Linked DNA regions of Sus scrofa: all the other regions are linked to region 1. The links are chromatin contacts, called in public HiChIP or PLAC-seq and promoter capture Hi-C maps. All regions are on one chromosome and are shown on one strand. Each heading gives the region's core, a stretch centred on a gene start, on an enhancer-like site or on the middle of the called end of the contact. The rest is flanking DNA. Distances are from core to core; before and after follow the strand shown. Region 1 holds the start of VPS39 (vam6/Vps39-like protein). Region 2 holds the start of ZNF106 (zinc finger protein 106). Region 3 overlaps ZNF106 (zinc finger protein 106). Region 4 holds the start of CAPN3 (calpain 3).

What was found. Promoter capture Hi-C pulls out the DNA fragments that hold promoters and counts their contacts. HiChIP or PLAC-seq counts read pairs in DNA pulled down with a chosen protein or histone mark.
Region 2: a contact with region 1 is called in an H3K27ac HiChIP or PLAC-seq map of alveolar macrophages. The contact joins the promoter of ZNF106 here to the promoter of VPS39 in region 1. A contact is called at or near these places in 2 of 2 datasets of contacts at active chromatin or transcription factors (alveolar macrophages and skeletal muscle).
Region 3: a contact with region 1 is called in a promoter capture Hi-C map of liver, with 2.6 times the contacts expected there. The contact joins the enhancer-like site here to the promoter of VPS39 in region 1. A contact is called at or near these places in 2 of 5 promoter capture datasets (fetal skeletal muscle and liver), 7 of 47 Hi-C or Micro-C datasets (brain, embryonic fibroblasts, fetal skeletal muscle and 4 more) and 1 of 2 datasets of contacts at active chromatin or transcription factors (skeletal muscle).
Region 4: a contact with region 1 is called in an H3K27ac HiChIP or PLAC-seq map of alveolar macrophages. The contact joins the promoter of CAPN3 here to the promoter of VPS39 in region 1. A contact is called at or near these places in 1 of 47 Hi-C or Micro-C datasets (epiblast stem cells) and 1 of 2 datasets of contacts at active chromatin or transcription factors (alveolar macrophages).

What each region holds. Positions count from the first base shown.
Region 1 is chr1:129,139,739-129,146,705 of Sscrofa11.1, reverse strand. It overlaps VPS39 (vam6/Vps39-like protein), which reads right to left and starts at 2,368. Exons shown (of 25, transcript XM_021097283.1): 1 at 2,148-2,368. TMEM87A (transmembrane protein 87A) reads right to left here. Exons shown (of 20, transcript XM_005659710.3): 18 at 6,874-6,929; 19 at 6,057-6,087; 20 at 4,538-5,798. The coding sequence ends at 5,757.
Region 2 is chr1:128,889,842-128,896,808 of Sscrofa11.1, reverse strand. ZNF106 (zinc finger protein 106) reads right to left here and starts at 2,844. Exons shown (of 21, transcript XM_021097187.1): 1 at 2,681-2,844.
Region 3 is chr1:128,916,112-128,923,078 of Sscrofa11.1, reverse strand. The region is part of intron 2 of ZNF106 (zinc finger protein 106); the gene reads right to left. Among named protein-coding and RNA genes, the nearest start is that of ZNF106, 26 kb to the right of the region's middle. Within about 2 kb of position 4,233, at least 10 of the 83 cell types and tissues checked have an H3K27ac peak or open chromatin away from gene starts, as enhancers often do. A contact at or near this core is called in liver, where this site is marked.
Region 4 is chr1:129,008,843-129,015,809 of Sscrofa11.1, reverse strand. It overlaps CAPN3 (calpain 3), which reads left to right and starts at 2,386. Exons shown (of 24, transcript NM_214171.2): 1 at 2,386-2,917. The coding sequence starts at 2,609.

The sequences.
Region 1 (6,967 bases), core at 1,119-3,618:
GGCAATGCCGGACTGTTAACACACTGAGCAAGGGCAGGGATCGAACCAGCAACTTCATGGTTCCTAGCTGGATTCATTAACCACTGCCCCACGACGGGAACTCCTTATTTATTTTTTTGACTGAACCTGCAACATGCAGAAGTTCTCCAGCCAGGAATCAAACCCATGCCACAGCAGCGACCCAAGCCACTGCAGTGACAATAGTGGATCCTTAATCCACTGAGCCACATGGCACTCCCTGCATCCATCTTTTTTACATCCTAGTCTGAATAGAATATCCCACCCTCCATCTTCCCATATTAGGCAGCATATGTCTCTAGAATCATTTATCTTGTAATCTGTTCATATTTGTCTGCCACTGTGTGTCTTGGAAGCACTGGCACTGTTTCTTATTCATCCTTGTCTTCCAGTCCCTAGCATAGAGACTGGTCCATGCAGGTACTTAACACATACTTGACGATGAGACAGGAGAATGAGCTTCTTTGTGCTGAGTGTCAGGTCTTTAATTTTTTCAATTTCTTTTTTTCTCTTCTATTTATTTTTAACTTTTACTGAGAGCATTTAATAACTGAAAATGAGATGGGTTTTTTATTGTTTTGTTTGTGTTTTTGTCTTTTTAGGGCGGCAGCCGCTTCATGTGGAAGTTCCCAGGCTAGGGGTCAAATCAGAGTTGCAGCTGTTGGCCTATGCCACAGCCACAGCCAACACCAGATCAGAGCTGCATCTGCAACTTTCACCCTAGTTCATGGCAATGCCATTTCCCTGACCCACTGAGCAAGGCCAGGAATCAAATCCACGCCCTCATGGATACTAGTCAAGTTTGTTACTGCTGAGCCACAATAGGAACTCTGAGGTTTTCTTGAAAAAACTGGAGGAAGCAGGATTCTCTCCTAACCCAAACAGCTAGGACAGTTTGCTGTAGAGGTGTGACTTTCAAGAGGCCCAGGGCTAAACAGTAAGGTCCTACTGTATAGTATAGAGAACCTGATAAACCATAATGGAAAAGAATATGAAAAAGAATGTGTGTGTGTGTATGCATAACTGAATTACTTTGCTGTACAGCAGAAATTATCACAACATCGTAAATCAAATATATTCAATAAAATAAATTAAAAAAAAAAAAGAGGCCCAGGGCTGCTAAAGGCAAGAGGGCACATATTAGCAAAATGTGGTAAAAGCACCTTACTGAAGAGGATATGAGAACTCTGACTGGGTGGCACTGCCTATAGATAATGAATAGGATGCGGCTACCACCAAGATTCCACCAGACCCATCCACAGGTACCTAGCTTAGCATAAGATTTAAGGATTCTGAGCCACCTTTTTATGGCCCTTGATTTCTAGGATCTATCTATACATTAACAGGAAAGATGGAAGTTCCTTCTCTTTGGTCTTCGGTTATCAGACACAAACACTCATAGATAGGAGCATAAAGTTCATAGTCAAGAGTCAAGGTTTATTTCAGAAATCAATTGAAATTCTGGAGCATTGCAAGTGAAAAGATGCTGACCCTGCTTTCTGCACTGGCCAATTCCAAGAGGATCATGCAAGCTTTTGTGGGTTAGATTTCATGACATCCTGGAACCCACAAGGGTTGGATAACCTGGGCACTTTGACACTAAAGCAATCAACCACTTGGTTAGATTAAGAGTGGAGAGTAGTAAGTTAGCTACAGGAATGTAAACTAAGCGATGAGTGATCACTAGGGGAAAAAGGCATACGTGTTAACTTATTCAATGCAAAAAACCGCCACTAAAACCAAAAAAAAACCACAAAACAATGTTGTCTTTCACCTGGAAAACACAAAAATCCGGACAAGTTCAAGCCCATGGCAGGCGGAGAACTTCCCACTGCTTTGTCCTCCCCAATTAAAGACTTCTTAGGGATCGAAATGAGCCAAAGCTGAGTACAATCAATAAGGAAACCTCCACCTCCAACCCTATACCGAGAGCAAGAGCATGTGAACGTCCCTAAAATACGTGGATCCCCGGCGACCACCCAAATAGCTCCACGACCCTCGTCAACAGTGCTTTGCCCTCCCCCTAACCCAGGCCCCTCTCGGACGGCGTCAGACCGGAGTCCACACAGCCAGTCGCCCGTCCACTTCCCTAGCCTCGTGAAAGGTCCGGCGCTGACCCCTTGGCTCACCCCAGGCAGCCAGACAGTCAATTTGCAGAGGCAGTTTTTCTAGGATCGGAACCGGCTCGAAGGCGTCGTGCATGGCGGCGAGCGAAATCGCCTCCGCGGTCTCACCCGCACTGTTCGGGGTCGGAACGAGGCCAAGAGAAGAGACAGGACCCCTGTTACTGGCCCGTAGACAACAGAGCCATCATCAACACCGGACTTCCTGTAGAGTGAAGCCCTCCCCTTCCGCAGTTGAAGCCCCGCCCCTTCCTCCCCGGCTTCCGGTGCAAACTCGAGGAATGCCCTGGTATCTGCGTCCTTTTTCACTCAGGAACAAGCTTCTCCATTGTGGAGCCTGAGTTAGCCATGGACTTAACGAGGAGGAAAGAGGATCTTAATATTAGAAATGTATAAGGCAGCATACTATGGTGAAAAATTCAGGCTTTGGTTATCAGACCTAGATGGGAGATCTGCCATTTAGGAAATTAGCTAAGTAGCTGTAATGTTTAAGAAACTTAATCTCCATGGGAGTTCCCTTCTTGGCTCAGCGATGAATGAATCCAACTAGGATCCATGAGGATGCAGGTTCCAGCCCTGGACTGGCTCAGTAGGTTAAGGATCTGGCCTTGTGGTGAGCTGGGCTGTAGGTTGCAAATGCTACTGAGATCTGGCATTGCTGTGGCTGTGGGATAGGCTGGCAGCTACAGCGCCAATTCAACCCCTAGCTGGTAACTTTCATATGCTCCAACTGCAGCCCTTAAAAAAAAAAAAAGAAAGAAAGAAACTTAATCTCCAGAAACCTTAGTTTTCTTTTCTGCAAAATGATGGTAGTTTGCATACCTCCTAGCCTTTTGAGCGATTAGCAATGCCTGACACTCTAAGCACCCAGTAATTGGTAGTTTTAATATTACCTTATAAGCCCAAATAGTTTAAGTACTTTACCCATATATTTTAAAGATTGTTCTAAAAGTGTGGTCCCTAGACCAGCAGCATCAGCTTCAACTGCGAACTTGTTAGAAAGGCAGTCTCATTCTCAAAAACTGGAGTAGGGGCGAGGAGGCGGTGTCCAGCAGCCTATTATTTAATAAGTACCCAAGGTGAATCCATGAAGGTTAAAGTTTGAGAACAAATGCAAGAATGATCTGTCATCTGGCAGTTTACCCACAAAAAAACAGCTATGTCATAAACGTAAGCATTTGGCTTAAAGCAAAATATAAAAGAAAAAGAGTGAGTCCATGATAGGAGCTGTAAAAACAAAAAAACCCAAAACAAAAACACCCTTGGTCACTTTATTTTTATACAGTGTCAGTTTCTTCATATGAAAATTAGGAATATTGTCCCATCTTTACCAAATGCTGTTTCGGATAATCAAATATTTTCAGGTAGTAAACATAAAAACTGTTAAAACTTTGTGTTGTGGCTGGTTTTCACTATAGAAACTGAACATCTTGAAAACTTAGAATTACCAGCTGCTGTGCTAGAAAGCCTAATACTTTGCTGTGCTGGAAGTTCCAGATCCAAGGACCAAGACCAAAATAGCAATGTAAACTTTAAAGTAACAGGTCAATATGATGCTATAAATTCTTTCTGAACCAATTCTAAGAACTGATGCACTGTAGCCAATCCTAGTAACACAAGAAGCCATAAAAGAAAGCAGAATTATCAGGTCCCAGACTATAGAATTTGTACTATACACTCCTGCTTAACACAATAGGTTTTTATTTTTGTTTACCTAGTCTCAAGTCAACATCTAGCCAGCCTAAAAATTGACCAACTATCTTGATGCATTATGACTATTACTCACTTGCTAAGTTTCACCGTGGGAAAAGAAAAGCAATTGGCAGTAATACCAACCTTCTACTAGTGGGTCAACCTGAGACTAGAGTCAGTTCTTCGTATTGTTCTTTAGATATACTGCCTAGATGATTTTTGTTGTTGTTGCTGTTAATCACCATACCAAACAGTTATAGAGAAATGTTACATAAATGTTAACACTTTCACTATAGTATGAGTTAGTGAAGATTGTGGTTGTGTGGTCACCGGTTTGAACAGAAAATAAGACAACTATGAAAACCATGGAAGGGGAGTTCCCATCGTGACTCAGGAGTTAACAAATCTGACTAGCAGGTTCAATCCCTGGCTTCACTCAGTGGGTCAAGGATCCAGCATTGCTGTGAGCTATGGTATAGGTTGCAGACGCAGCTCGGATCTTGTGTTGCTGTGGCTGTGGTGTAGGCCAGTGGCTAGAGCCGCAATTGGATCCCTAGCCTGGGAACTTCCATATGCCATGGGTTTGGCCCCAAAAAGCAAATAAATAAATAAATGAATAAAATAAAAACCATGGAAGGGAAATTCTACAAGAGAGTTTGGGAGAAAGAAGGGTCTTTAGGAAAAAAAGTGAGAAAATCTATCAATTTTGTTAAAATTTTTTTAATATTAAAAAGTGGTATGAACTTTCTATGCAGAACAAAAATCTTGGGAAGGCAAAACTGGACAAAACCATTCAAACAAATATAGTGCTTCAAATGAATCCCATCACCTTGTGATGTTTCTTATAAACAACCGCTGAACCAACACCAATACAAGAACAGTTGATCCTAAACAATGAGCAGCAGTCCAGGGCCTCCACACTATTTCATGCAGAAAAAATTGTTTAAGCCAGAAGGACCTGTTTCTTTTATATTAGCTCCCGCTTCTGAAGCACTGTAATCCCTTTAGCAGGGTGCTCACTCACATGCACTTAAGATGGACTGCCTCTCTGCATCTAGTGCAACACCCAGTGAAAGGCATGAAAGCAAACAAAGCACTGCCTAGAACTCCCGCAATGCCGTCCTTGGAGGCTTACAAAACAGTAGTTAAAAGTTCTGGAGTGTGCACCACATTGCCAGCAATGGGATGTGTCACAATAGCAGATGTCAAAAGAGTTAAGCTAATATTTCTCTCTAAAGTACATCTGAAATAGAAAAATCTTCAATATACACCATTTGTAAACAAAATTGCACTTGATTTCGCTTTTCAAATGATCTTAATTATACTGTAACAGTCTCTCTCTTTTTTTTTTTTTTTTTTGTTCTTTTAATCATTGATAGAACCGTGGCTCCTTAACACAAAAGGATTCTTTTTTTTTCTCAAAACTACGCCTGCAAGATTTAACCTTGGCTTCCCAGGAAATGCAAAAATAATTAACAATTTTCCCCATCACCTATTTAACTCCCTAAATAAATAAAAATTACAGGCAGTTGCTCCTGGATATTACATATTATGGCATTGATGTCGTAGTTCTTTAGGAGATGTTAAACTTTTTAGTGTGACAGATTAAACAATTTAAACATTATAGGAGGTTCAGGAACAACATATATAAAAGTTGCATAAACATCCACGTCAGGGTAAGGAAGAGAAAGGGGCATCAATGCTGCAAATAAAAAACTTGTAAGTTTTTCTCATCCTATGAACTTGTTTTCAATAGAATGCTCTCCTTGTTGCAAGACCTTTCGCCAGCTCCAATGCACAAAGATCAAGGAACAGATCAGGATGTCATTGCCTCCTTTAATCCCACGGAGCAGTGCAGAGACTGACACAGAAGCTGATCTCTTCCCAGTCACTAGCCATCTTCAACTGCGAATCTTCCCATTCCTACTCCATTTTGGACCTTTCGAAGTGCGTGATCATTCGTTCCTGGGGGGGCAGGGGTCGGGGGAAGAAGGTTTATTCTATGTGTATTAATTCAAATGGTCTACATTCCAAATATCTTTTACAAAGATGATCTCACACATTTTCTGTAAGTACTTAAGTTCATTAAATATTTACAGCAATGGTTCTTAACCATCTATGAAGATTCTGAAACACAAAGATGTCCAGGCCCTACGCAAGATTTAAATGAATGGAAATTTCTAGGCTACTGGATATCAAACTGCAAATAGTTTGATTACTAACCTCATCTGAATCCAGAAGGGCTGGAAGTGCTCTGCAGAGACAAAAACAAACTGAATGATGTAAAATATAGCCATAAATGGTTCATAAAGGACAAGAAAATAATGAGTGCATTTAAAGTTTTTATAATTATCTAAGATTTGCATTCCATTTCAGAAAAAGAAAAAGCAAATACAAAAAAATAAGACTCATACTTACTAGAACTATATGGACTTTAATAGGACCAATGTTTAATTAAAATTAAAGGCATGGAGGAGTTTCCGTTGTGGCTCAGCAGAAACAAATCCGTTGAGGTTGCTGGTTCGATCCCTGGCCTTGCTCAGTGGGTTAAGGATTCGGCATTGCCATGAGCTGTGGTGTAGGTCAGAGGCGGCTTGGATTCAGCATTGCAGTGCCTCTGGTGTAAGCCAGCGGCTATAGCTCTGATTCGACCCCTAGCCTGGACCTCCATATGCCATGGGAGCAGTCCTAAAGATACAAAAAAAAAAAAAAAACCCTACAGGAGTGGGAAGGAACTTGGAAATTTCAAAAGGATTATCTGATTTTAGGAAGATCTATAGCTAAATTTTTCAGAGCAGAAATGTCATCTAAATGAATAAGATATATTACTTTTACTTGTATATCAGTCCTAGTCTTTAATTATTTTTTAATGTCTTTTTAATATTTTTAAAATTATTTCAAGGAATTTAATCTTTGACTTCTAGAGTTAACTACAAGCATTCCTATTAGTATGTTCTTCCGTTCATTCATTTAAAATAATAAGAGTAACACTGACTTTGAAAAAGGCTATGGTCATTAAGGTAATGATTCAAATACTTACACATCTGTCACAGATGAAGGAACATTCTCTTCTACCCACTTTAAATCATCTTCCTGCTGAGAATATATTAATGCCAGAAGTTACTAAAATGCAC
Region 2 (6,967 bases), core at 1,595-4,094, 250 kb after region 1:
GATGTACAATTGGAGTATTCATATGTAACCCGTTTACCAAGTAATTCATTTGATATACGATATACAGATTAACCCTTTAACTTCCCATTAAAATAATCCAATCAAAAATTGGAGTTCCTGTCGTGGCTCAGTGGTTAACAAATCTGACTAGGAACCATGAGATTGCAGGATTCCTGGCCTTGTTCAGTGGGTTAAGGATCCAGCACTGCCATGAGCTCTGGTGTAGGTTGCAGACGCGGCTTGGATCCTGGGTTGCTGTGGCTCTGGTATAGGCCGGTGGCTACAGCTCCGATTCGACCCCTAGCCTGGGAACCTCCATATGCCGCGGGAAGTGGCCCTAGAAAAGGCAAAAAAACAAAACAAAACAAAAAACCCACAATATGGAATTCCTGTCATGGCTCTGCGGTTAACGAATCTGACTAGCATCCATGAGGACACAGGTTCAATCCCTGGCCTTGCTCAGTGGGTTAAGGATCCAGCGTTGCCGTGAGCTGTGCTATAGGTCGCAGACGAGGCTCGGATCCTGCGTTGCCGTGGCTGTGGCATAAGCGGCAGCTACAGCTCTGATTTGACCCCTAGCCTAAGAATCTCTATGTCTCAAGTGCAGCCCTAAAAAGCAAAAAAAAAAAAAAAAAATGCAACATGTATACTTCTCACTGAGCCTTTCCAGATCCCAGAACCAAATCAGCAAGCACCTACCATTATTCTTTGCTTTTCTTGTACAGCAGCCCTTAGATTACACGTACTCTAATATATAAGCACAATAACCACCACTCACAGTTTTTCCTTTTTAAATATCTTCCTTTCAATCAAAGCAATTGGTTCTGATGAACTAACCTGATCAGCCTGCACACCCCCTAACTCCTTCCAAGCCACTTTGAAGTTCTCTTCAAAAACCATCTAGTTGAGGAGTTTCCCTCGTGGTACAGCGGAAACGAATCCGACTAGGAACCATGAGTTTGCAGGTTCAATCCCTGGCCTCACTCAGTGGGTTAAGGATCTGGTGTTGCTGTGAGCTCTAGCGTAGGTTGCAGAAGAGGCTCGGATCTCGAGTTTCTATGGCTGTGGCATAGGCCCGCAGCTGTAGCTCTGATTAGACCCTAGCCTGGGATCTCTATATGCCACGCATGAGGCCCTAAAAGGACAAAAGACAAACAAAAAAACAAAACAAATCTAGTTGACAGAACACTGTAAACCAACTATAACCAATAAAATAAAAATCATTTAAAAACAAACAAAAAACATCTAGTGATGTAGGAGTTCCCATTGTGGCTCAGTGGAAACAAATCTGACTAGTATCCATGAGGATGAAGGTTCCATCCCTGGCCTCGATCAGTGGGTTAAGGATCCAGCATTACAGCAGTGTTTAGGTAGCAGATGGAGCTTGGATCTGGCATGGCTGTGGTGTAGGCAATTCAACCCCTAGGCTGGGAGCCTCCATATGCCTCGGATGCAGCCCTAAAAAGACCAAAAAAACAAAACCAAAAAACATCTAGTTATCTTTAATTAAGGCTCCTACCATTTTCCAGATTCATCTGTTAACTCTAGAAACTATAACTATAGCATAGTTACTTCTCAGCAGAAGTACTTACAATATCTAACTTGATGTAACAAGAAAAAGATGAGCTTTGTCATTGTATCTGATTTTCACGACTTACCCTAGTTAGGCTATCTTGAGCCAAGTACCATCAAACTCTCAGCGACCTCCTCTGAAATGTGCTCCAAAAAACCTACCTTCCATTACAATACCTCATTAATTTTTTTGTGACAGACCTGAGTGTATCTGGCACATGCGTAGTAAGTGCTAAATAAATCCTAGTTGAAGCTAAACATTATTTTCCATTGTTTCATTCACACCAAACTTAAGAACAGGGCTTGAAACAAATTTTAAGACTTCCTATGAGGCTTAGAATACTATGAGGTTTTTAGTAAGTGCTCAAAAGTTATTCTGGTTTGAGTAAATTCGATATGAACAATTACGGTGGATAAAGATTCGTTTGCTAGGTAAGATAACTTCTCTTAACTAGGATGCGAGTCCCAAAATGCTAAAAGCCATAGAAATCTTAAACTTCCTAACAAGATGGCTTAATCCGACTCTCAAAAATAAATTGAGGAGACTGAAGGGGGCTCCCTTCAGTGAGGCGCAAAGCATTTCCTCTCCATAATTATGCACTGAGATTTGGATTAAATATTTACACATAGTAAGCATTCCATAATCAGTAGCTATTATTAAGATGCATCCCACAGGGAAAACGGAAGGAGGAAAAAGGAGGCTGTCAGTCACGAGAGGTCGAAAAGTGTTCGTGGTCTGAGACCTGTAAGCCTTAAAAGAGCACTTGGGTCTCTGGGCTCCCTGCGGCCTCCCGGGGTGGGAGGGGCGCAAAGGAGGTCAGCGGCCTCTCCTAAAGGTCAAGACTCTGCAACCACGTTTCCTGCTGGAGCTCAGAACAGAGCCGGAACGCCCCCGCGAGAATATGTACCCCAAAGCAAGAAGCACCGCCTGCCCGTAAATCTCGCGGGCTCTGCGAGAGGGGACTACCCGGCGCCTCCGCGCCGCAGCAAGCAGGAGCAGACACCCGCAGCTTCCTACATCCCATAGCCTCCCTAAAGTGGCAGACTAGAGGGTCCCTGGGCTCCGATACACCTCTGCGCAGCCCGGCCATTCGGTACTCATACTCACAGCAGATCCCTCTTACTCCATCAGGCCGCCGAGGCCCCGGCGAGGGAGCTCGCCTGACGCCCCCGCCACCGCCTTGGCTTTGGGTCCGGCAACCCGCTTCGGACCCACTCCCGCCGGGTACCACCTCTGCCTCCGCCGCCGCCGCCGCCGCCAGAGCGCAGGCGCATGGTACTGGCGTCACACTCCTTCCCCCGCCCCCGGCGGTCAGCTTTTCTCAATAACCTAGCTTTATTTGAACACAGGAGAGTGAGCAACGGACACAGAGGAACGAAGCTTTACTCCAAAAGAATGAAAGACCGAAGGCGGGCTGGCTTATGGAGGAGTTAGTCTGCTGCACAGGACGCTGCTGTAACCAGCCTCCCTCGTTTCTTTTTCATTCTCTTTGCTCTTTCTGGGCCTTCTTCTCGTCTCTACTCTCTTCATAAGTCCCCACTATTCCGTGACACTGTCGTGGCTAAGTTTCAATCACTCCTGTGTAAAACTTACTGAAGCTTAATGGAAGACGCAAGAGCTTTAGAACAGACACACCTGAGTTCAAGCCGAGCTAGGTACTAGTAATTTGTGATTTGGGAAAAATTATAAGTTCTCTTGAATCTCACTTTCCTCAGTTAAAATTAGGATACTGATATCTCTCAAGGTGTTGCTGGGATTGAATGACATAACATAGATCCAGCGCTGTCCCTGAAATGGTGCCTATCGCAAAGCAGATAATCTAACATCAATGATTATATTATTAGTACCTAATGTATTTACCTTCTTCAATAAACTCAGCCCATATCCATTCCTTCAGGGTCTTATTTTAGTGACGAAATCTAGTCAGGTAAACAAAGTTACATTAAGGTTGACAATGATGTGAATTTCCTATATTATTGAACTTCTAATAAATAGCTATGTTTAAAAAGACCTTGAATGCTTCACATCAAAGTAAGCAGCTCCCTCCATCTCTGTGTAAGATTTACTTCTGGAGGATTGAGGAATTTATTCCAATTCTGTATTTGTGATATCACAAGTCCTTTAACTACCAAGGTGTGCGGGGTATGCTGCATATTCTTTTTTTTTTTTCTTTTTACTGCCACACCTGAGGTATATGAAGTTCCCCAGCTAGGGGTCAATTCCGAGCTGCAGCTGTGACCTACACTGCAGCTTGCAGCAATGTTGGATCCTTAACCGATTGAGTGAGGCCAGGGATGGAACCTGCATCCTCACAGAGACAACACTGGGTCTTTAACCAGCTGAGCCACAACGGGAATACCCTTCTCCCTTTTAAAGGTGTGCAGTGAAAGAACTGCTTTCTCCTATAAGCTTAGGGCCATAGTACAAGAGAAAGCTTATAGAAGACCAAGGTCAGCTGTTGGTGAGCATCAAGGTAATCCTAGATCAGGGTTTTTCAACTACGGCACTATTGATATTTTGGAGATAACTCCTGTGCTTTGCTGTGCATTGTAGCTATGTAGCAGCATGTCCGGGCACTAGATGCTATAGCAGCTCCCCTTCCATCCCCTACCTCCCACACATACACACCTGCCATCTTGACAATCAAAAATATCTTCAGACTTTGCCAAATGTCCTCTGGAGGGCAAAAATGTCCTTGGTTGAGAACCATGGCATTATACCAGTGAACATCCCAACTCTAAATGAATTCAACCCTACATTTTCTCCACTTCTCCTCTCAAGAAGTGATTACTGCTTAAGAAAATCACACAGGAGGGCAGAAATTGGTGAGCTCATTTTTACCAATCTTTTATAGGCCCTCAATGCAGCTTAGCAGTCACACTGCTTTTCTCTGGTCAGTTTGCTCCAGCACTTTCTACAACAATATTCCAAATCCTTTCCAATTTCCCTAAAACTCCTAACTCTATCAGCAGATGACCTAGTCTCCTACTTCACAGAGAAAAGAGACCATCGGATGAGAACTTCTTTAACTTCCTGTTACTAAACATACAAATTTACAAATACTCCCTGTCATTAAAAGTAATCTTAGTGGAGTTCCTGTTATGGTGCAGCAAAAATAAATCTGACTAGGAACCATGAGGTTGCAGGTCCGATCCCTGGCCTTGCTTAGTGGGTTAAGGATCTGTCATTGCCATGAGATGTGGAGTAAGTCGCAGACTTGGCTTGGATCCTGCGTTGCAGCAGCTTTGATTCGACCCCCAGCCTGGGAATCTACATATGCCATGGGTGTGGCCCTAAAAAGCAAAAAAAAAAAAAAAAAAAAAAAGACACTGCTGAGGAGGAGGGGGGGAGTGGGATGTACTTGGGAGTCTGGGGTTAGTAGATGCAAACTATTGCATTTGGAGTAGATAAGCAAGGAGATGCTTCAGTGTAGCACAGGGAACTACATCTAGTCACTTGTGATGGAAGATGATGGAGGATAATGTGAGAAAAAGAATGTATATATGTGTGTGTGTGTGTGTGGTGTGTGGTGTGTGTGTGTATGTATGACTGGGTAACTTTGCTGCACAGCAGAAATTGATAGAACAATAAAAAAATATAATAGGAGTTCCCGTCGTGGCGGCGCAGTGGTTAACGAATCCGACTAGGAACCATGAGGTTGCGGGTTCGGTCCCTGCCCTTGCTCAGTGGGTTAACGATCCGGCGTTGCCGTGAGCTGTGGTGTAGGTTGCGGACGCGGCTCGGATCCGCGTTGCTGTGGCTTTGGTGTAGGCCGGTGGCTACAGCTCTGATTAGACCCCTAGCCTGGGAACCTCCATATGCCGCGGGAGAGGCCCAAGAAATAGCAAAAAGACAAAAAAACACACACACACACACACACAAAAAAATATATATATAATAGAAAAAAAATAGGAGTTTCCATCATGGCGCAGTGGAAATGAATCCGAATAGGAACCATGAGGTTGTGAGTTTGAGCCCTGGGCTTGCTCAGTGGGTTAAGGATCCGGCATTGCCATGAGCTGTGGTGTGGGGTTGCAGACTTGGCTCAGATCTGGCACTGCTGTGGCTGTGGTGTTCCTGTGGCTATGGTGTAGGCCAGCAGCTACAGCTCCAATTGGACCCCTAGCCTGGGAACCTCCATGTGCCAAGGGTGCAGCCCCAGAAAGACAAAAAGACAAAAAAAGAAAAAAGAAAAACCTAAAAAAAATGTAAGGAGATATTCTCTTTTTTCCTCCCATCAGTGCTTTGGATTGCTTCTACTCTTACCTACCCAAGATCTTTACCTAATGACTAGCACTTCTCTTTGAAACTTTTTCTCAGTTGTGTCTTCCCTATCAGGCAGTTGGTTGGTTCTGTGTGTCTCAATTCTAACAACAACAAAACAACGGAAACAAAAAACTTTGACTCCTTGTCATCCTCTTTCGCTCCTCCCCTCAAGACCAAACTTTCCAAAGGCATTCTACAACTTGACCCCATTTCTGCATCTCCCCTCTCTCTGAACTATTGCATATGGAGGTTTCCAGGATAGAGGTCAGATGGGAGCTACAGCTGCTGGCCTACGCCACAGCCACAGCAATGCAGAATCCGAGCCACGTCTGCGACCTACACCACAGCTCATGGCCAGATCCTTAACCCACTGAGCAAGGCCAGGGATCGAACCCATAACCTCCCGGTTACTTGTCTGATTCATTTCCACTGCACCACAACAGGAACTCCGCAGTCTATCTTTCAACCTCATCATTCTATCACATGGTTTTCGCTAAGATCACCAATGACTTCTGTGTTACTAAATTGGAAGGATATTTCCCAGGCTTCATCTTCCTTGAACTTTTAGGAGTACACAAACTCCTGTGAAAGGTTTTTTATTTCCAGCACTGTGCTTTATTCTTAGTGATGCCTGGAAGCATTTCCAGATCTGCTTAAAATCTTTTTTTTTTTTTCCCTCTTTTTGCCTTTTCTAGGGCTGCTCCTTTGGCATATGGAGGTTCCCAGGCTAGGGGTCCAATTGGAGCTATAGCCGCCGGCCTACGCCAGAGCCACAGCAACTTGGGATCCGAGCCACGTCTGCAACCTACACCATAGCTCACTGCAATGCCAGATCCTTAACCCACTGAGGAAGGCCAGGGATCGAACCTGCAACCTCATGGTTCCTAGTCGGATTCTTTAACCACTGAGCCACGTTGGGAACTCCTGCTTAAGATCTTTTGATATTCTCAGTGATCATGGTAAAGTGAAAAAATGCAAGATCTTCTAAGATCTAACTTTTTTAAAAAATTGTAGTATGATTGATTTACAATGTTATGTTAGTTTCATGAGTACAGCACAGTGATTCAGATATATATATTACAAAATGTTGGGTATCATTCCCTGTGTTATACAGTAGGTCCTTATTAG
Region 3 (6,967 bases), core at 2,984-5,483, 230 kb after region 1:
TGGCTGATAACTATTTGTCCTTTTGGTACAAATTACTGATGACTGTCATGACAATAAATGTCCCAAGTCAGTAAATGATTTGAGATTTTGTCCTTTTTTTTTTTTTTTTTTTTTTTTTTTTTTGTCTTTTTGCCTTTTCTAGGGCTGCTCCCACAGCATATGGAGGTTCCCAGGCTAGGGGCCTAATCGGAGCTGTAGCCGCTGGCCTATGCCCACAGCCGCAGCAACGATGGGATCCGAGCTGCGTCTGCAACTTACACCACAGCTCACAGCAATGCCGGATCCTCAACCCACTAAGCAAGGCCAGGGATCGAACCCGCAACCTCATGGTTCCTAGTCGGATTAACCACTGAGCCACGATGGGAACTCCTTGTCTTTTTTTTATATATAGTTCTGCCAGTTGTTTTCCTAGCTACCTGCTTGGCTTCTCCCTTATAATTTGTTAAAGGCCAAGAAAACTGATAGCACTGTATCTAAAATATGAGGAAATAAGTGCTTTCCTCTAAATAAAATGAGTTTGGGTGCAAAGGCTGACAATGTCAGCTCAGAGGCTTCTAACGCTTATTCCTTGATTATTTAACTATGCTCTAGGAGTTCCTCTATAGTGCAGAGGGTTGAGGATATAGAACTGCTGTGGGTTTCATCCCCGCCCTGAGAACTGCCACATGCCACAGAAGCAGCCAAAACAAAAAGAAAAGAAAACCATAAAGACTATGTATGCTCCAAATAAATGAAAACAGTAGACAAACTCTCCATTACACAGTTAAGTTGATGAGTGGAAGAGAGGAGAAATAAGTTCCAGAACAAAACATACATGCCATGTGGTTCAGCTATGTTAATAAGATGAAACAAAATATGAGTGTATATAAAAATATAAATTTATGTATACACACAAAAAAGAGATTTGGGTAGCTTATATACCAACCTGTTGATTTTCCTCTAAGAGAGGAATAAAATAAGGTGCAGTGGGAGGGTAGAAGTGAAAGGACCTCTACCTTTTTTTTTACTTTTTATGATTCTGTATAACTATGAACATGAATCTTAAGTTATCAAAATTTATTTTCTTAATGTTTTAAATAGCTGATTAGTGATCTATGAATAAAATAAGGCATTAGTTTTAGAATAAAATGGGCTTCTCTCCTAATGACTAGATTTACTGACCTCATTTGTTTTGTTTAATTTTATAATATAGTACAGGTCAGTAAGTAGTCCAGGAAAGGTAAATTCCAGAAGAAAGTCTGTTGGAAATAGGATCAGGTAATTAAGATAATCCACAAATAAGTAATCAAGGGTTGACCATATTTCACAGATTTTCAATGATAATAAGTTAAAAATCGTGTGTATATATATATATACACACACACATACAATATAAGGGCTCTCCACACAAAATCTCAGTAAAGCCTCTTTTACATAGTTGCCAAGGCCTAACCTTCACACAGTTAAGACCACTGAAAAATTCCACTAATATGCTAAACAGGTGTCTAAAGGTTAATCACATATTAATTTGCCCACACAACCTAAAACTGTATTATTTAAAATATAAATACTGTCAAATGGCTTAGGCTGGTACCCTGACCAAGCCTTGTAACCATTATTCATGGACTAAGGTATAAATTCCTAATTTCAGTTTACCAAAGTTTCTCTGTTCCACATGCTCAAAATTTCAAATTGACACATCTAAAACATCAAAAGAGGAAACTTAATTGGAAAAAAGTATGGAATATACATCCTGCTACATTTAATTTTTTAAGGTGCTAATTTATTAGATTTTCTTAAACTTTTTGAACATCAATTCACAAAGTAACATTCTTAAATACTCAAGGTTTATATATCAATTTTATTTACAGTAATGAGATTCAATGCTATTTAGCAGACTTTGGACTTCTTAGACAATTCCAGCAGCAGTAAAGGTTTATGGCATGCAATAATTTGAACAAAGTTGAGACAATAATATGAAATGTCTTAGATGCAAGGTTGGTGTGTCAGAATGAAATGGTTTACTAATGAGAGAACTAGCTCATCCCAACCCACCTTTGTGATAATCTATTTGCTAGAACTGTGAATTCTGCACATTTGAGATGCACAAAGATTTATCCCTTTTCAATGGAAAAAAAAGACCTACTGTACTTGTTAGTATTTCCAAAAGATAGTTCTATGTCATAAGACAATATTAACTTATGACAGATTACTATACAATAAGCTGACAGGCACAAGCAGCCCTCAGACCCCCCACACCCACAAGTTTATGGAAGACAGCCGTTCCCATACCTGCCCTTCAGGTTTTCAAGTTCCCTGTGATGCAACATGCTCCGCATGTGTTCATCCATCTCCTTCAAAATTAAAGAAAGCAGATTAAGGGGATTGCTTTGAGGAAAAAAATTCCTCTGTCCTATTCTATCAACAATTGGGGCTCAAGCTCCTTGAGTCTAAAGTGTTTTTTGTGGTTACTCTTCTCAACTCAATACTGAAATCAGTCATTAATTATTTAGCTGTGCTTTTGACATACTTCATTTTTTAGTAAAGGAATTAAGAAAGACCTCTAGGAGTTCCCGTCGTGGCTCAGTGGTTAATGAATCCAACTAGGAACCATGAGGTTGCAGGTTCGATCCCCGGCCTTGCTCAGTGGGTTAAGGTTCTGGCGTTGCCGGGAGCTGTGGTGTAGGTTGCAGATGAGGCTCGGATCCTGTGTTGCTGTGGCTCTGGTGTAGGCCGGCGGCTACAGCTCCGATTGGACCCCTAGCCTGGGAATCTCCATGTGCTGCAGGAGCGGCTCAAAAAATGGCAAAAAAAAAAACACCTCTATAAGCGGCTTCCCAAAAAGGTTACAAAGTATACTGTACTTAGGAGGTCAAAGATTAAATAATAAACAAGTAGGTTAAATTCTATCCTAATGTAAGGACTTAAATTCATTAAAAACAACAACATGGGAGTTCCTATCATGGCTCAGCAGAAACAAATCCAACTAGTATCCGTGAGGATGCCAATTCAATCCCTGGGCTCACTCAGTGGGTTAAGGATCCAGCGATGCCGTGAGCTGCGGTATAGGTCACAGACATGGCTCAGATCTGGCATTGCTGTGGTTGAGGCATAGGCCAGCAGCTGCAGCTTCAGTTTGACCCCTAGCCTGGGAACCTCCATATGCTACACATACAGCCCTAAAAAGCAAAACAACAACCAGCCTGAAATCACATAACTTTTCAACTACTTGGCTATTTTTCTCCATACTCTTTCCTCACTCGACTGAGAGTTTCTCAAGATTAAGTTACAACTATCATTCATGTCTTGGCCATGGCCTGACATACAGTTATTAATATCTGTTTAATAAAGAGATGGCTATATCAATTCTAGACAGAAGTTACAGATATAACAAACTTTTTCGGGAGTTTCCGTCGTGGCGCAGCAGAAACGAATCTGACTAGGAACCATGAGGTTGTGGGTTCGATCCATGGCCTCGCTCAGTGGGTTAAGGATCCAGCATTGCCATGAGCTGTGGTAGAGGTCACAGATGTGGCTCAGATCTGGCGTTGCTGTGGCTGTAGCGTAGGCCAGCAGCAACAGCTCCAATTAGACCTCTAGCCTGGGAACCTCCATATGCCAAAAAAGACACACACACACAAAACCCAAAAAACCAAAAAACACAAAATTTTTCTGTGGTAGATCAAGAAGTTTTTAAAAAATGCTTTGAACACAGCAGTTCGATCACGCCTGCACCTTCACTGCCCAATCCCCCTCCCCACACCAATGACTTGTTTGGTTCCAATGAAAATTTGTTTTCAAACTTCTAATGAAAAGTTTGAAAATGGACTGCATTCTCTCCTCCCTCCACCCCATCCTTGGTGAGAAAGAAAAAAATCTGCAGAAAGAGCTTCCACTTAAAAGTGAAAGTGGAGTTCCCTTGTGGGGTTAAAGGTGTGCTAAAGCTTGGGTTGCTTCCAGCCCCGGGAAATTCCACACGCCAAGGCCAAAAACAAGGTGCAAGTGTGCCACACATATACACACACACCTCAAAAAACTCAAAAAGTTGTAAATATCTCTTTTTGACACCAACGTACATGTATGCCATAATTAGAGAATGGTTACATAATTGCTTAGTATTACTATTAACTGCACCCTGTGTGCTAAGTGCCCCAAATATTTTCGCATTTGAACCACAAAACACTGCTAAGGGAGTAGTACTGACATCATAAGGCCACAAGGAGAAACTAACTTGTTTATTCACTAAATATTTATCAAGTGCTTATTAGGCGTCAAGTACAGAGTTAGACATTGAAGGGAAAATATTCAGTCCTACCCTCTCAGAGTCAGTGATAATCCAGTGATGAAACAAGACTAAACTCTAGCAGATCTGATATCAAAACCAACATTTCAAACACTGTGTAACATTGCAACATTTACTGCACTGAGACTTTATTATATACAGTTCATTTGTTAAAAAGAATACAACAACCTATTCTTTAAGTTGTCTAGGAGTTCCCTTGTGGCACAGCAGGTTAAGGATCAAGCATTATCACTGCAGCTGCTTGGGTAGCTGCTGTGGTGTAGGTTTGATCCCTGGCCCAGGAATTTTCACACACCATGGTCCCATGGTTGCAGCAAAAAAGAAAAAAAAAAAGTTATCTACACACAGCATGATACACAGTGTTACGATTCAAAACACTTCCCTTAAACGGTAATTATATTGAGGATGATCATCCTTTCCTTCCCATCTCTACAAATGCTTCATTCAGAGGGAAAAGCTTTGCATGTGACCCCTTCTAGCTACAACTGATTGGCTATTAACCGAATGAACACTGAGGTGAAAACTGAATTGAATTAGTGACAGGATATAAAATGAAAAAAATCCATGAACAATATACAACACCTGCTCAAATCCCTATGCTTCCTATTGTTTAGTTTTCATTCCTTGTTGTTCAGTTTTTCCTTGGATTATTTTTAATGTATGCAAAATCTCCTTTTTCTTTGAGCTAAGTTTAAGTGGGTTCTGTTTCGTGCAGTGACGCCATTCTTAACCAGAACAGTATTAACTGAAATGAATGATTTTTCTCTCATTAAAAAAAAAAAAAAAAAAACTAATTCTAGGAGTTCCTGTCATGGCAAAGCGGAAACAAATCTGACTAGGAACCATGAGGTTGTGGGTTCGATCCCTGGCCTCTCTCATTGGGTTAAGGATCCGGTCTTGCCGTGAGCTGTGGTGTAGGCCGAAGACACGGCTCAGATTCTGTGTTGCTGTGGCTCTGACACAGGTCGGTGACTATAGGTCCGCTTCAACCCCTAGCTTGGGAACCTCCATATGCCGCGGGTAGGCCCCAAAAAGGACAAAAGACAAAAAAAAGACGAATTCTATATTCTATTTCAGTAAAGATGTTATCATTCAAAACTAGTTTTGTTTAGAGTTTCTGTGTAGTGGCTCAGCAGTTAACGAACCCACTAGTATCTATGAGGACTCGGGTTCAATCCTGGCCTTGCTCAGTGGGTTAAGGATCTGGTGTTGCCATGAGCTGTGGTATAGGTCAAAGATGCAGCTCAGATCTAGTGTTGCTGTGGTTGTGGTGTAGGCCAGCAGCTACAGCTCCGATTCGACCCTTAGCCTGGAAACTTCCATATGAGGCAGGTACAGTCCTAAAAAGACAAAACAAAACAAAAAAACTAGTTTTGTTTGTTTGTTATTTACTGCTGTGCCTATGACATCTGGAGCTCCAGCTAAGGCCTATATCACAGCTTGCAGCAACACCAGATCCTTAACCCACTAAGCAAGGCCAGAGATCAAACCTACATCCACACAGAGACAATATCTGGTTCTTAACCCACTGAGCTACAATGGGAACTCCCAAAACTAGTTTTAATTTTTTTTGTTGTTTTTGTTTTTCTAGAGCTGTGCTGCAACACATGGAAGTTCCCAGGCTAGGGGTTGAAATTGGAGCTGCAGCTGCTGGTCTACCACAACCACAGCAAAACCAGATCTGAGTCACATCTGTGACCTTCAACACAGCTCAGGGCAATGCCAGATCCTTAACCCATTGAGCGAGGCTAGGAATTGAACTTGCATCCTCATGGATCCTTGTTGGGTTTGTTGCCACTGAGTCATAATGGGAACTCTCCAAAACTAGTGTGTTTTCGTTTTTGTTTTTTTAGGGCTGCACCCATGGCTCATGGAGGCTGCCCAGGCTAGGGGTCAAATCAGAGCTGTAGCTGCTGGCCTACGCCACAGCCACAGCAACTCGGGATCCCAGCCACGTCTGCAACCTACACCACAGCTCACAGCAACGCTGGAGCCTCAACCCACTGAGTGAGGCGAGAGATCAAACCTGCACCTTCATGGATACTAGTCAGATTCCTTTCCATATCCAAAACTAGTTTTAATGAGACATCTGATTGTCTAAAACACTTTACTAAGCTTTTTCTAAATTTACATGTGAAATCCTCACCCATTCCGTTTCAAGAAATGAATGCAAATAATGAGATAACTGAGTTTTTAAAGTAACTGAGAAAGATTCACAGGCACAGCCCCAAGAGCATACCTACTCAGTTACAAAGTACCTTATACTAGTATTATGAGAAAGATTCACAGGCACAGCCCCAAGAGCATACCTACTCAGTTACAAAGTACCTTATACTAGTATTATGGGGTTTTTTTGTTTGTTTTTTTGGTTTTTTCTTTTTTTTTTTTTTTGTCTCTTGTCTTTTTAGAGCCACACTCCACAGGATATGGAGGTTCCCAGGCTGGGGGTCTAATCAGAGCTATTGCTGCTGGCCTATGCCAGAGCCACAGCAACGCGGGATCCAAGCTGCGTCTGCGACCTACACCACAGCTCACAGCAACGCTGCATCCTTAACCCACTGAGTGAGGCCAGGGATCGAAGCCGAAACCTCAAGGTTCCTAGTTGGATTTGTTTCCGCTGTGCCACGAAGGGAACTCCTATGAGCATTATGTTTTTAAAAGGAGGGGGAAGAAGGGGGAAAAAAA
Region 4 (6,967 bases), core at 1,137-3,636, 130 kb after region 1:
ACCCCCAGGGGCAAATCAACCAAGATACTTTGATTGCCTTGGCAAAGCAATAAGAAGTGGAAGAAATTTTTCTTATGTAGGGAAATTTCATTTGACAAATATACAACATTTTTTTTGGCCACACCCATGGCATAGGGCCAGGGATCGAACCCACACCACAGATCAAACTCACACCATGGCAGTGACAATGCCAGGTCCTGAGCCCACTGTGCCACCAGGGAACTCCACAACACATTTATTAAAAGACTTCTGTATGCTTAACCTGAGGGCGGAGCAGGGACCCAGTTCCCACCGTCATGGAGCTTACAGTCTGTGGGCAAACAGGAGGCTCAATAAACAGAAACAGAAAAACATGGGTCAGTGCTGTGAATTTCAAGATGGTATAGAGCACGGGATGGGGACTGGAACATGTAATGGTGCACATGACAGTGGGGACAGGAAAGTCCTCCCTTTGCTTTCCATTCTATTAGTGCACTTGAGGGTTGAAGTTAGGCTTTACAGAGGCTCTTTCAGTGCAGGCAGATAGGCACACCTCTGACCAGACTCTGTGACCATGTGGTCCCTGGCAGATGCACCCATCCTGGAGCTATGCGCATGGAAGATGGCTGTCCAGTAAACACTCATAGAGTGAATGCAGATTTGCACACTGAGTGACTCTCACTCACCTTGATTTAACCCAAGAGTAATATTAACTTCGGTTCATCTCTAACAACATTTATTATATGCTTAAGTCAATCCTGGCACTATTTTAAATGTTGTATGCAATGTGTTTAATTTTTACAACTCTGTAACACAGTGACTCTCATTATACCCATTTTATAGGCAAGAAAACTGAGACCTAGGAAGAAAGTAAGAAGTGACTCACCTAGAGCTACACAGGCATAGCCAGTGAGCAGCAGCCTGACTTTGATATTTCTTTTTTCTTTCTTTCTTTTTTTTTTTTTTTTTTGTCTTTATAGGGCACACCTGAGGCATATGGAGGTTCCCAAGCTAGGGGTCGAACCAGAGATGTAGCCTACACCACAAACACAGGAACGCCAGATCTGAGCTGCATCTTCGACCTACACCACAACTCATAGCAACACCAGATCCTTAACCCACTGAGCAAGGCCAAGGATCAAACCTGTGTCCTCGTGGATACTTGTCAGATTCATTTCCACTGAGTCATGACAGGAAATCCCAGGAGCCTGACTTTGAGCCCAGACAGACAGCTTCAATGCTGCCCTCCTCTCTCCTGCCTCCCCAAGAGTAGTAGCAGAGATCCTTGGGCATTCCCTTAGAGGGAGGGAGAACAGGCTGATGGTTCCCACAAGCCACAACTCCAGACACAGGGGTCCTCAAAGCTGCTTCCCCAGGGATCGTGGGCCTGGGTAGTACTCCCTATTTCTGCTGTCACTTTCCACCTTCTCTTGTAGCCTCTAGCCTTGGGCTGAAGGGAGGGTTACATGGCAATAGGCAGGCCCGCAGTGGGGGACTAGCCTCCACTCAGCCACACCTGGAATATGGCCGTCTCCTTACAGCCTGGGTAGAGCTACCAAGAGTAGAAGACAAGGTGGAGGCCAGGCAGGCAGTTCCCTTCCTCAGAGCTGCATGTGATCTCCTCCAACAGACCTGAAGCCAACTCTTCGGGTATGACATGCTGGAACTCGACAGCCGACCTGGTTCAGTATCCATTTCCAACTTCTGACTCAGATGCCTAATGTGGCACGGTGGAATAATCTGTACTCAGGTGCACTTTTTTGTAGGTGATTTGGTCCCAGTGTTTGTGCTGGGGGTGGGGAGAGACAAGAGATGGCTAGGTTGGGTGGGCAAGAAGACACAGGGATTTTTCTCAACTGAGGACTCTGCTGAGTGGCATTTTCCACCCAGACAGTTTCACTGAACGCTGACCCTAGAACATTCTAGAAGAGATGCCAAATCCAGTTGAATAATGTTCTGATATCCTAGAATTTTAAAAAGTAAGAACACGTGTTCTCAAAACTGCCCAGAACATTCTCCTAGAATTCAGTATTTCCCACTCACCCTTGCTGGCTGTTTTCAATACTGTTCCCCACCAGTTTGGTGGCCAATAGTTTGACAGGCTGGATAAGCACCAATTCAATAATGTATCCATCATTCTTTGCTAATTCTCAGTGTCAGCCTTAAATGTTCCCCTTTCATTTCCTGAAGACAACAGCGCTTAAGGGCAACACAGCTGCACTGCTAGCCTCTCTCTTGCATTCGGACTCATGATATTTCTTCATGGCTATTTTTGGTTTTCCTGGCTCAAGCTGCTTCAGGCCACTGAAACACAACCCTCACTCCCTTTCTCTCCTCTGGCATGTACGCTGCTGGTAGGAGCCCCCCAGGGAAAAACTAAAAACTGCAGCCGAAATCCTTTAGGGCTCCTTCCTCAGGAAAACTGATGACTTCTAGATCACAGCTCAAGTTTTAAGACGGACGCAAGCTGGACAGTCTTCTGATGGGCTTTAAACTTTGAACTGGATGTGGGCATTTTTTTCTCTGATGACAGAATCACTGCAACTTCCCCTTTGCAGTTGCTTCCTTTCCTTAAAGGTAGCCGTATCTTGTTTTCTTTAAAAACCTTTCCCTTCCAAATTTGCCTGTCATGCCGACTGTCATTAGCGCGTCTATGGCCCCACGGACAGGGGCCGAGCCCAGGTCCCCAGGACCGATGCCCCAGGCGGCCCAGGGCAAGGGCACGGAGGCCGGGGTTGGAAACCCAGGTGGTAAATACTCAGCCATCATCAGCCGCAATTTTCCCATTATTGGCGTGAAAGAGAAGACATTTGAGCAGCTTCACAAGAAATGCCTAGAAAAGAAGGTTCTTTATCTGGATCCTGAGTTCCCACCGGACGAGACCTCGCTCTTTTATAGCCAGAAGTTCCCCATCCAGTTCGTCTGGAAGAGACCTCCGGTGAGTAGCTAACTGGTTGCTGCTTGGGTTTCCCCTCTGAGAAATCTGCCCCCTCAGCGCCTTCTGAAAGCTCTGCAGGGCCCTGTCCTCAGGTGAGGAGCAATTCTCTGTTCTTTCTCGCTTTCTGAAAAACAAAACAAAAAAAAAAAAAAACCTTGCATTAATTGGAACTCAGGTTAATTCCCCCTATAAAATAAATAGTCCTTTCCCACAACAAATTCCAAACTGCAATTTCCAAACAAATCCCCAGACTCCCACCTGGAGGGTAATCCAGACCTATCCCCTCCATTTAAGTAACTTTTTATAAGAGTCCTTCAGTTTCTCATTGAAGGGCTAAAATCGTGATGTTCTTTTTAGTTTGCTAGCAGCCATGCCTCTGAAATACAGAGCCCAGGGAAGAGGAGAGTGGCAGCAAAGACGGCTTTTTTCAGGCAGGAAACTATTAGGATTAGAAGAAACCCTAGCAATCGTTTGCATCCATCACCTCCCATATGAGGAGATAAAGACCCACCAGAGGGAAATACATCCAGGGCGCCCTCGACAGCCCTGATGGAGAAACACTTTCTCTTTCAGGGACTCTTCCAGAACCTCTGGGTTTCATTTACAGTCAGGTACCAGGGGGAAGTCACATTCCCCTGGCTCCCTTCTCTGATCACACCTCCAGTATGATTCTTTTTTTTTTTTTTCTTCTTCTTTTTTTTTTGGGCCGCACCTGCAGCATATGAAAGTTCCCAGGCTAGAGGTCGAATTGGAGCCATAGCCACCGGCCTACATCACAGCTCACGGCAACACTGGATCCTTAACCCACTGAGCAAAGCCAGGGATCGAACCCATGTCCTCATGGATACTAGTCAGGTTTGTTACCACTGAGCCATGATGGGAACTCCTCCGGTATCATTCTTGTTCATAATTGAAGAAAAATGTATTGAACCTGGGTTAGAGCCAGAAACCAAGCAAGCAACTGAGGACACAGCGTAAATGAAAAAAAAGAGCAATTCCTGCTCTCCTGGAGCCTAAAGTCCTGAGGGGAAGACAGGCTTTGAACCAGGGCGATGACTATCAGAGCAGGTTCAGGGTGCTCTGGGATCTGAAGGCAAGGGAGAGAAACCCTCCTGAGGAAACCATTCCAGCTCAGCCTCAGTGCTCCTCATTAGCTTAACCAGGTTACACTGAGGCCCAGGGCTGTTCAGAAGCCACGTGTTTCTCTTTGACAGGAGATGAAACATCCAACAACCCTGGGCTCGCCCTGCCTATTCCACGAGGGCCCTTTTCCTCTCCAGCCCATGACTGTCCTGAGGACTCTCAGTTTAGAAGAGAACTAGAAAGAACTTCATTCTCCAACCCCATCACTGCCCCCGCTGCTAGAACCCACAATGGGACATGTCACATCCCTGCGGAAATAATTTCAGCGACACCGTTCTCCCCTCCCCCCACACCTTCATATTCCTTCAAACTTCCTCCGCGGCCTCTGGGCCCTTCCCCAGCCAGCCCGGCCTCCTTGCCTGTCTCCCCCTCGCCCCCGCCCCTGCATCCTGGCACTTGCAGCTGCCTCACGGCCTTGGCTTGTGCTGTCTCTCTGTCTGTCTGTGGTGCTCTTCATGTCTTCATCTGCTCCTCCTCTCCCTCGCCGCAAATCCCTGCTCAGGCGTCACTTCTTTCCCAGCTCTCTCCTGTCTGTCCCCATGGGCTGAGAGCAAGGAGCACTCCTGTTCCTCCTTGGACCCCCTCACCCAGCAAAGGGCCAGGCCCTGTAGGTACTCAGCGGCTGGTGGTGAATGAAAATCCACACTGGAGGGCGCTGACCGCTCAGAGAGGAGGTCGGCCCTGCGTTCCCGGGTTGGCAATTCCGGAAAGCCTTTTCCAACAGTAACGCAGAGAAAAAACTTACTGCTTTCAGTGAAGTCGTTGGTGGATTTTAGCCTTCAAACCTAGAACTGCATATTCATAAAAACATTTTAAGGGTCTACTATGCTCTAAGCACTAGGTCAGTCCTGAAATTGTGTCAGGGTGATATGAGGGGCACCAGAAGGCCTGTTCCAAATGTCGCTCCCACCACTGCCACCATGCAAAATCCTGAACCATCTACTGTCAGGAAAGGTCCTGATAGCACGATAGCACAAAGCTCATGCTTGGTTAAAATATTATTTCCCCTGGGGTTAAAATTAGGGGAACATGGTTTGTTGGGTTTGTTAGCATAAATTAGAATATAGAATTAGGGATGGTCAGAGTTGGAATATCTGGGGATGTGGTCCAGCCCTTTCACATACAGGTGCAAAAATTAAGGTCTAGAAAGGGCATAGAGCTTATCTACAGTCACACAGCAAACTGACTGAAATTGAAGTACTGCAGTAGCTCTAGAACTTTCTGAAAGGTAAATCCCTTCTTGGAGACAGGAGTTTTTCATGCACTCCCTGGATGCAGTGATCTTTGGCAACCTTGAACAGTGTGAAAAGGGGACTACATCCTATGAGAGGCCCTTCCTGCTTTTACTATCAAAGGCACAGAGTCAGTGAAAAACAATCTGAACTTCTCTTCATAATCAAGTATACCTATTACAGTCAGATAATGATGATGATGAAGGGGAGAATTATTCGTGGCCAACTATGATTCTTGTAAAGATAACAGGCTGCACTTTCAACCATGTCCTCTTAAAAGAAGAGAGACCCTGCAGAGTTCCCATTGTGGTGCAGCAGAAATGAATCCAGCTAGTATCCATGAGGACGTGGGTTTGATCCCTGACCTGGCTCAGGGGGGTTAAGGATCTGGCGTTGCCATGAGCTGTGGTGTAGGTCACAGACACGGCTCGGACCTTGAGTTGCTGTGGCTGTGGTGTAGGCCGGCAACTGTAGCTCCTATTAGATCCCTATCCTGGGAACCTCCATATGCCGCGGGTGCGACCCTAAAAAGCAAAAAGTAAAGAAGACCCTCACCTGTTTCCTCTTGTGCCCTCTCCTCACACGCCTACAGAGGGGTCTCACTGCCTTTCCTCCTCTGTCAGGGAGCATCCTGCATGGCGTTTCCAAGCCAGACAACCTGATTCCTTTCGCCTTTCCTTATAGCATCTATTTTTAGGATCAGAAAGAAAACAAACCATACACTATTTCCCAATTGTTTAGCCAATTTTTCTTGATGAAAAACACCCATGCAGGAAAGAACGGCTCTAGAACAGGGCTTCTGGGAGACCGATGGCTCTGTTCCAGTATCAATGGGGACAGGTGTGTGGGGAGACACGTGTTTCACTTCATACAGTGCAGGCTGCAGGCACACAAAATTCCTGGCCTCTCTTCTCTCCGCCAACCCCCACCCCAGACTCTGGGGTGGGGAGAGGGATTTGTGAAGAGAACCTGACCTGTGAAGCCCAACACTTTCCTTCTTTTTCCCTCCTGGAACAAGCTACCTACTCCCCCTTGAGGCAAAGTTTTCCAGAGGCAGTTCCCCATGGGGAGTCCTGCAAAGGTTCTGGGCCACTTGCCACAACTACTAATAGCAGTGCTAACCGCCAGCCTTGACTGAGAACTCATCACATGATAGAACCTATTCTAAGTGCTTCCATATGTTAGCTTATTTCATCTCTACAACAACCCTGTGAGGTAAGTACTGTTATTGTCCCCACTTAGCAAATGAAGAAACGAAGTCTCAGAGGGATAGATAACATGTTGAGATCTCACAGTTAGTAAAGGGTATAGCTGGGATTGGAACCCCTCGCTTTAGAACCCCAGCTCTTAACAATGAAATCCATCTAATTTTGGGGTTTAGAAGCCAAGATCAGATTTATGAACAATAAATGTGGTATTTGGGATTCTCGCCTGCTCTACACTTTTGTCTTCTACATCCATGGGTTCAAAACTCTGGCATGGAAATGAGGTGTCACTTATTGGGCCTCCACAAGCCATAACAGGAATTGGGGCTCAGGGTTTGACCCCTGGAAGCAGCAGCCTCTGTGAGCTGGCATTAGAATAGCAGAGTGGCTGAGACACGGTCCCCACCACCACCATTGGGGTCAAGTACTGGCCCTCCTACTTAAGGCTCGGGTCATCTTGGTCAAGTAGT